2 separate regions of the Zea mays genome follow, and region 1 is linked to region 2. A link is a contact called in public Hi-C data. All regions are on one chromosome and are shown on one strand. The core of a region is the stretch at or near the end of the contact, and the rest is flanking DNA. Distances in the headings are between cores, read along the strand shown. Region 1 holds the start of LOC100381774 (EID1-like F-box protein 3). Region 2 holds the start of LOC100279399.

What was found. A called contact is a pair of places that touch in the nucleus more often than the background predicts.
Region 1: a contact with region 2 is called in a Hi-C map of leaf, with 7 times the contacts expected there. The contact joins the promoter of LOC100381774 here to the promoter of LOC100279399 in region 2. A contact is called at or near these places in 2 of 25 Hi-C or Micro-C datasets (bundle sheath and leaf).

What each region holds. Positions count from the first base shown.
Region 1 is chr8:122,693,377-122,698,113 of Zm-B73-REFERENCE-NAM-5.0, reverse strand. It overlaps LOC100381774 (EID1-like F-box protein 3), which reads right to left and starts at 2,923. Exons shown (of 1, transcript NM_001174574.1): 1 at 1,746-2,923. The coding sequence starts at 2,788. The coding sequence ends at 1,910. LOC100194189 (a long non-coding RNA gene) reads left to right here. Exons shown (of 3, transcript XR_557635.4): 2 at 383-525; 3 at 637-1,084.
Region 2 is chr8:122,506,687-122,511,395 of Zm-B73-REFERENCE-NAM-5.0, reverse strand. LOC100279399 reads left to right here and starts at 2,241. Exons shown (of 1, transcript NM_001152411.1): 1 at 2,241-4,268. The coding sequence starts at 2,832. The coding sequence ends at 3,896.

The sequences.
Region 1 (4,737 bases), core at 1,674-4,173, 190 kb before region 2:
CCTACTGAAAACTAACTAGATAACCCTTTTGGATTGCTGGTGTTCTTAAACAAAACGAAGATGAAAGATAGTAGTACATTGCAGCTGGGGTGACAAGTGTTGGATAAACCCATGAATTGGCCTCGTTGAATTCCTTAAATTCTCAACAAAATGTTATAGGATTCTACAGAAGCACATAGGTGATAGGTCGAATTTCGTTCATGTCTCCTTAAACAAAAGGGCAAATATTTTTCATTACGTTGTGCGCTATGCTAACTGAAATGTTCAGGTCTTGTAGGAAACTAATAGCAAATACAGTACCCTCTGCACATGACAGATGGAAGTTAGATGAATCAACATTTACCTCGTCTTGAAAGTAACGACACCGATTTTTTTCTATCAGGCTATCAACTTTAGATCTTGAACATGGGACCCAAATCACTGGCCTGGAGCACAATACGAAGAAAACTAGCTTATGATTGCAGATCTCACCCATGGGTTCAATGAGTCAAAAAATCGAAATTTTCACGGAAGATGAGATCGCAAGTATTACTAGCAATTATAGCACTCTTATTGATCTTCTCAGCTTTGAACATTATTAATGTTTATACTATTGAATGATTGGCATACTGATAAAATTCGATGTTAAACTTGAAGGTCGATGATGAGGTATATGATGCTTTAGCCGTCACCTTCTTTCTATCTTGGAGGATATTGAAAATTTGATTCAAAGTAAGCCTTTCCTGTTGGTGCTGTTTCGGGACATTGATCGTTGCATGGTCATGTTCTTCTATTGTAGACTTGCAGTTATCAAAGCTGGGTTGGTTTTGAATGTCCTGCACTAGGACATGTTAATTTTTGAACATCGCCAATCATGTTTGTGGTCTGGTTGCTTTCACTCTTAATTTTAATTTTAAAAAACATAGTTGGCTTGTACTGTCCAACCTTTTTTTTGGTCAAGCGTACTAAACTACTAATTTGCTTCCAAGAGAATCTGTAGCGGTTGTTCAGTTATCTAGCTTGGGAATAGATAAATATATTCAAGAAAGTCTATATAGCCACCAGATGTCTATAAACTACAGAGATGAGACTGTTTAGGATATAGTTTTGAAGAAAACATCGTATCATTCATTTTTTTCACAATGATAATAATAAAAAGATTACCGTTTGTTTTCATGTACATGCATGTTTTTTCACATCGTTGTACTGTATATTGTTACTTGTATACAATATTTATTTAACATTTGTCCCAGTACCAAATTATCACAAGATTCTGTCTGGTTTATGCACAATAATAGCTGAGGATTAAAATTTGCATTACATAGAAATATTTTGAAAAAAATTCTTTGGAGAAGTATATCTTCCATGTCACTTACAGTAATGAGTGTTAAAAATGATCCTAAATGTTGATGCCTTAGCAACGCCAACAAAATTCCACTTTGTGATCCTGAATTGAGGACTAAGTAATCAGTTCAAGCAGTACCATTTTGTGTTATCGAGTGGAGGGTAATGACCTTAAACATGTCCCTTCTTTACACATATATAGAAATTTCTGAGGATGCTAGGATTCTGATTCTTTCTGAAGAAGTTTCTAAGTGACACCTCACTCCTATTTTTTCCTGGTGCTTGATGGTGCTTTCCTCGTGCTGGATAGGGCGCCTGAATGGGCGCCGCCTGATCTAGTAATAAGGAAAGGCCGTGGCCCATGTGAAATACCGAGGCACCGAGCAGACCACGGTGGCTAGTGCTCAAGCACGAAGTGGGTTGCAGTGAAATGCAATGCAGCAATAGCCAACAGGGCAAGTGCAGAACGCTAGAACTACCGCATTACAATTTACAACTTTACAAGATGAATCAAAGACAACAAGGTGGAGAAATGGCAAGTTGACGCTATCTAATACTCTGTACACGTCCCTCCCGTCGATCGGCGTCACAGGTCGGCGTCGTCCTCGTCGCTGGCGCCGGCGGACGTGTCGTCGGCGTCGGGTCCGGTGCCCTCGCTGTCGGAGAGGCGCGCGAGCCAGCAGCTGCCGTGGAGGTGGCCGCTGACGCAGACGAAGTACTCGAGCCGGCCCTCGTAGGCGCCGAGCCTGCGGGACGCGCTGCGCGGGGCGAGACCCGCGGCGGCCATGCTCCAGACGCGCGCGCCGCAGTAGGGGCATCGCGCGCGGGGGTCCAGCGCGGCGCGGTGGCCCACCAGCCACGCCCGCGTCCGGGACCGCATGAAGCCGCGGAACACGCCGCGGTAGACGCCGACGTCGTCGGCGCCCGCCACGGCGTGCTCGCAGGGGTCCGACACGTACAGCAGGTCCCCCGCGCAGCGGCGCGGCAGGAAGCTCCGCCCGGACGTCTTGGAGAAGCGGGAGACCGGGGCGAAGTGGCCCGTCACGCCCGCGCCCGCGGCGCCGCAGCAGAAGAGCAGCAGCTTCGCCAGCGCCGGCCACCCGCCGCCGACGCGCCCGGCCGCCGGCGCCGAGCCCGCGGGGCCTCCCGTCAGCGCCGCCACCATCCGCGGCGCCCGCGAGACGCAGAGCTCCCGCCACAGCACCCGCTCCGCCACGGCGCGCAGGCGCCGGCTCACCCGCGCCACCGCGCACAGCGACTGCGGGTCCCAGTTGAGCGCCAGGAACACGAGCTGCAGCACCTTCTCGTCCATGAGCCCCACGTTGACGCCCCGGATGCGCGCCGCATTGCCGCCGCCGCCGCCTCCTCCTCCCCAGGTGCCGACCGCGCAAGAGCTAGCTCCCGCATTGCCGCCGCCGTTCGACGGCCCGCTCAGCCGCCTTATGGTCAAGGCGCTCTCGCTCATCCCTCCGCGCCCATCAACCTCACCTCACGCACCGGCACCGCGAGCGAAGCGCTGAGCGCAGGAGGCCGCGACCGACAACTGGCGAGCTGCTCACTTGCCTAAACTGGTGCTCGCAGCTCGCTCATTCGGTGTCCAATATCGGCGTGCCGCAATTTTCACAGGCCGTAGCCGGTTATATACGCCCGTCCGCTGCCGGCGGTCAGGTGCAGTGCGCTGTGCGCGGACACGGACACGGACACGGACCCGATTCGCGTCGTGTTTGTGTCTTTATGGACGCGCGACAAGGGGACCAATCCCTCCCAGGCATCGAACGCACTCCACCCCTCTAAATATCTCGACTATTACGCGCTAATCCCTCCCTGTGCGAGCGCCGCGCTGAGCACTGACGGTGGGCGTTGGCCGACTGCCCCCCGTGCTGTTGTTCCCTGGACGAGACGAAACGCAAGCGGAAAAAACAAAGGGTGTTTGTTTGGTTGCGGTGGTGCACCATTGATCCAAACAGCCTAAAAGCTTCTGGAACAGTCTCGCGGCGTCGCGATCCCGAACCAGCCTAGCCGTACTACTGTGTCCTGTTCCTGCTGCCCTGGTCGGCGCAGCGACAGCGAACGTGAACCAACCATGCCTGCGTTTGCGTTGCGTGCGAACGGCACAGGACACTGCAAATCACCCAGACCGTGCTTTATCCGCCGGCCATGGTTCACGTTCACTGTCGCGTCATCGCACCACCAGCCTCACGCACTCGCCGGACGATTTCAACGCGCTGACACGCCACGCCACGCTAAAACCGGACGTGCCGACGGGCGACGGCGGAAGTATACCGGACACGCGTCCCGGCACCCGCGCTCGCCCCGCCGGCCACGTGCCTTCGCGGCCCTCGGTGGAGGACGCGTGTCCGGCGCTCACCCTCGGGTTCGCGGGGGCCGCGGGCGCACGCACCCGGCGCCCAATTATTACCGGCGGCAAGCCGGCAACATCTTTCGAACCGGCTTCGGGTTGCTTCTGTAGTTCTGTGCTTCCCGCGGGGTGGCCGCCCGGACCGGTACCGGGACAGACGACCGCAGCGTCAGGGCGCCCTGGCGCGTCGACACGTGTGGCGCCGGCGGGGCGCGTGGGGTCCGGCGATCGAAAATATCTCCTGGGTAGGTGCCGCCCAGCTATTGGACGTGGGACACGCGTTGCTGTCGAAACGTGACGCGGTCTGCGGCGCCGGCGCATGCGTAGACAGTTAACCGCACTGGCTCACCATTCTACTGTTTTCATGTGGTGGTGTCTCCGTTCGCCTTTCTGTGTTTTGAGACTTTTTCAGAGGTTTTACTATCCTAGTGTTGTTGGACTTGGCAACAAGGATTTTGCGCTCGCAAATGATTGGTTGGTGCAGCTTACGACGTTGGAATGCAGAGGGAATCCCCACGAGATCAAAGGTCGTCGCTGTCAGTGTCAGGGGACGCTCCTGTCCGGGACAGAGGAACCGAATTCCTGCAAGAAAGTAGTAGTAGTAGTAAACGTGAACTACAAGCGTCAAGCGGCTTGCGAGAGCAATGGTGTGGGTCTGTCACGGACTCACGGCACTAGTGAGCAGACCTATTTGGATACAGCCGCCCTGTCTGATGTAACTGTATCTTGGTCTCGGGCGTTCAAAATCGAGGATGGATGCCTGGTCCACATACGCTTGCTCAGATGACCGGTTCAGCCCAAATCAAGCCTGGCAATTCTAAAGGATTCGGCCCAAATCAAGCCTAGCTATTCTTCTAACAGCCGTTTGGATCCCTTTATTTTAGAGAAATTAGAATTCACTCAATAAATTAACTTATTTAGTTTGGAATTTGATATTCCACCATTTCCCAAAGTTGATATATATGTCTATCTCAAATTTATGGGGTGGAGGATACGAAATGGTTTTATGCATTAGTAGAATTTGTTTCTACTCTGTAACTTACATGGCACTCTTC
Region 2 (4,709 bases), core at 992-3,491:
CCAACCGAACTTGTATGTTCTCAATGCAATGCAATGCAACAGCGAAAGCAGAAAAACCTTCAGTCCTCCATCGTGTCACTCTTGCAGCCCTGCTTTCTGACCTTTGCTGCACGACCGGAAAGTTTGGAGGCACCAAAACAAGGAGGGCAGCATGGCATGGCACGCCACGGACGATTACCGAGCCGACCTCACCAGAGCGGCAGAGCCACACACATGCTAGCAGGCAGAGCGACAGGTGACACGCGCGCGATCGCGGTCGAATGGCACGCATAGGATTCCAGCTTCGCAGCGTCCGCCGATGGTGCTGTTACATTCAATTCCATTCCGTCGCCCCCCGGATAGCTCATGGCGGCTGTGCAGTGCCGCTGCATGCTGCACAGCATCTTGCATTTGCCAGGCTGGGTCACGGTGCCCGGCGCCGGCGGCAGAAACCGTCAGCCGCCCGCGCGCCAGCTGATGTCATCAGTTCTCATCGGCCAGGTGGTTCGTCCTCGGCGGGTTCGGCCGGCAAGGCAGGCTGGCTGCCTGGAAAGCTTGCGCCAGTTTGCATCTCGTTGCGTTTAATAAGATCAGAGCAGACGACGTCGGCTTGTAGAAGACGACAAGTACGTCCTGGTGGCTGCAGGAGTCTTGGATTCAAGAAACCAGCTGCTGATCCGTCTCCGTGTTTAAGATCAGGCACCCGTGTGTGTGTTCGCGGCGCTTCTCGTCACAGTCGTAGCGTTCCACGGCACCCCCTGCCGGTGCCAACCAAGCAAGTCGGTCGCTGCTACTCTCGTCCGTCCGGTCTTTTTAGCCTTTTCTTACCGCGTATCGTTGATGACGACGGCAGCGAACAAGAACACGACACCCCTCTCCCAATCTCATTCTCTCTCTCGGTTTTTATTAGTAGTAAGCGCTAGTTTGAAAACTCTATTTTTTCAAGGGATTAGTATTTTTTTTAAAAAAAGATTGAACTAATTAATGGTTCCCAAACTAGCCCTAAGTATATAAAAAAATCTACTTGCCTGATCAGTTCTTCAGCGGGCGCAGATCGTTCGTGCCAGGAACAGGCAGGCAGCTCCTCCGGCCGGGAGAGGAGGATCCGTTTGTCCGTCCTCTCGGTCGAATCGCCAGCAGAAAACGACGCGGCCGTCGCTTGCACCGCGCGGTCGTCGTCGCCCCCTGGCTCCATCCATCCATCCGCGCCGCACACGTCCGTCCAGGTCCATGTCGGCCTCGCCCTCTCATCCCCGTCTGGACATGCCATTATGCTGCCTTGTCCCTCCTGCTGCTCGTGCTTCCTTCCTTGTCCCTCTCTTAACTAGTCACGGCACGCCGCTTGGGAGCTGACCGCAACTTCTGTGATTATTACTACTGCTAACGGGGAGATAGTTGTTACACCATCTGATTATGAAAAACAACCGGGTTTTTCACATGGGAGAGTAGTAAACAGATTAGCTGTTTTCTGTACTATATATATACCTCACTTCGTCCCCCTTTTGCCCCTTAACAAAATAATGTACAGAGCTGTTTTAAGCCAAATATTCTTGTATTTGATCGATTGTATAGAGAGAGAGAAAAAGCGCAAAAAAATTGTGACGCCAAATTAGTTCACTATACATTCATAAACCGTATGATTGGTAGCCCGCTCTATCTCATTTTGGACCATCGCGTATATTAACTTTATTTAAACACATATTTGGTTGTCGTTTGCGCGGCCACACATGTTGCATTAGCATATGCAAAACAAACCATTTTAACGTTGTTTGTCTGCATCCACTCATACGCCTAGCCACGGCACGCTCGCGCAAGCTAGGTTATGTGCAAGTAGCGAACCAATCAAGTGGAAAATAAATATATATTGTCTACCTATAATTCGTCATCAGGCCACATATATACACCATAGTTTTGACGTATGTGAATTGTGATGAATACAAATGCACATAAGAACAAACTTCTTAGCCTAGATCATTTCTATCCTGATATCACATATAAATTCTTTTAAGATTCTTAGCGAGAGATAAGCACGTTTTCTGATGCTGACGTGGGTGGACGGCACGGAGCCGTTACTTAACGGCGCCATGACCTCCAACTCCAAGGCTCTGAGCCCAGTATTAAAAGCTGCTTCGGACGGGGTGAGAAAGAGAAGGAAAAAGCATTCCAACGCTGCATCTGCACTGCACGGTACCTCATCCTCCTCTATCTCTAAGAATTTAAAAGAGAAGGAGGAGGAAAGTCCTCGACTGCTCGTTCCATAAACCCTAACCTCGTTGGATTCTCGGCAAAAATCCTCCCAATTCGGAACCCTCCGATGTTCCAGCTACCTGCGGGAGCTGAGCCGTGCTCGGTTTGGCGAAATTTTGCACCCCTCTTGTGCTAGGACCACCCGGTTCAAGCTGTTCCTCGCTCCTCGGAAGGATCAGGTCTTCACCGGTGCTCTCCGGCGCCGGATCCAGGTTTGTTTCGGCGAGAGGTCGGGCTCTTGGCGGGGGCCAGCCCAGCTTCGAGCTCAATTTGCCGGCCTGAGATGGAATCGCGACTGCGGTGCCGGTGCCGGTGGCTCAGGTACACCATTCTTCGATTTGCTTGTTGCAGTTCTCGGTTTGAGATTCTTGTCGTTTCATGGTGGAACCTCTGAAGTCTGATGCATGCGGACGCGCAGGCTTAGTTATGCGCTTGCCATTTTTCTCTACTCGCTGACCCGTGTTCTTATCACCGATGTCTTCGTTCTCTGTTCAGCTAGTCGCGTCGAGTCGACGCGCGATTCCTGCCATTTGGGTGGGCCAGCCTTTCCTGGCAATCTCGGGGGGCGTTTCGCCTCGCTGCGTGGCAGAAAGGTGTGACGTGTGATGCATCCCAAGGCACGAATCCACGCCGACCCGGTGCGCGAGGTCGACCACTTCGACTGCCTGCCGGATTCGCTCGTCCTGCTCATCCTGAACAAGGTCGAGGACGTGCGGTCGCTCGGCCGGTGCTACGCCGTGTCCAAGCGGCTCTGTGGGCTCGTTTCCCTCGTCCATGATGTGTATGTCAAGATTGACCGCGTCGTTGCGGTCGACGGCGACGCCGAGGGCACGCTCAACCTGTCCTCGCCGAAGCCTCGGAGCATCTTCTCGCACTTCCTGAAGCTGATGCTCTTCACAATCATCAAGCCGTTCCACAACATGCGCAGCCCTAATGGTACTGCGAGGCCATTGTTCCCGCAGCTCTCGCAGCACTCACCGGCACAGGTGCTCAGGAACTTCACGCACGTCAGGAACCTTCGGATCGAGCTCCCCTCTGGGGATGTGGGTACTGAGGAGGGAGTTCTCCTGAAATGGCGAGCAGAGTATGGGAGCACACTTGAGAATTGTGTGATCCTGGGGGGTACCCGGGTTGACCGCAAGCCTGTTGGTGGAGAGCATGAGCCAGCTTTGGAGGACAATGGAAGCATGCCAGAGTCTTTCTATACCAATGGTGGGCTGAAACTTCGTGTCGTCTGGACAATCAGCTCTCTAATCGCGGCATCAACAAGGCACTATCTTCTCCGCTCAATCATCAATGGCCATCCCACACTACAGAGCTTGGTACTGACAGATGCTGATGGCCAAGGCACATTGTGCATGGGGGCAAAGCAGCTGGAGGAGTTCAGAGAGAACCAGTTGTCGACCTCGGCATGTTCCAACAGGACTCAGGTCCCAGCCTGCAACATGAAGCTCAAGTATGCTCCATATGTTGAACTGCCTGGTGGTATGGCGTTGCAAGGCGCTACTTTGGTGGCTATCAAACCCTCACCTGAGGGAAGCAATGGAAGCCACCCTAACCGCAAGGAAGCCGAAGGATTCGTCTTTGGAGCATTCGATGGGCCATTTAAAGCTGCTGTGAAGGCGCTGATGAAGAGACGCACTTACCTTCTGGAGATGAATGGCTTCTAGGAATCTTGGTATCTAGCTTGTTGGTGCTATGCATGGTACATTTAGCTGAGTGTCTCATATGTGTAATATTCAAGAAGGCACCATCTCTAGTTTTGATGCTTGCTGTCTGCTGTTTTAGCTATTTGTACAGTGTTAACATTTGGTTAGATAAAGATCATATCAAGTCCTCTAGCGCAATAGTGAATCTCTCTACAGTTCACTATTCTGGCCCATGATGTCCTGTGTGATATGGAAGACTGAAGCATCCTACTGTTAACTCTTTTCAAGTGAAACAGCCTTGTGACCATCTAATGTGTCAGCACTGGGATTGAGATATTCAGATGCTCTCACCAGTGGACACAAGTTATTATATATATAATGTACATTTTTCTCCTCTTTCAGTTTCATGCACAAAGTCTCGAAAATTTTTCTCCTCTTTCAGTGGAAGTTGAAGGTAACCTTGGAAAAGGAGCCAGATTATGCCTTCATGCACATGTCATTCATTTTTGGATTGTGAAATGAAAAAGGCTCATCTGATGCTGACAATTCCTGGAGAACAGTTTCTACTTGGTTTTGATTCCTGCGTTTCTTAGAATGTTTCTAATGATTAAGGCTTGCAGGTTACAGTTATGACTTTGTGACAGTGAGACTGCTTTCCTGTGGTTGACTTTGCATATGGGTTGTCTCCTCTATCCTACTGCTAGTAAAACAACCTGAGATTCCAAATGTAGTTATCATCGGGCAATGGTCTCTATCCTCGATGTTAATGACATGTTAAAGACTTCATTCCAATAAATCAGTTTTTTTTACTGCGAGGACCAAATAGATTAGTTT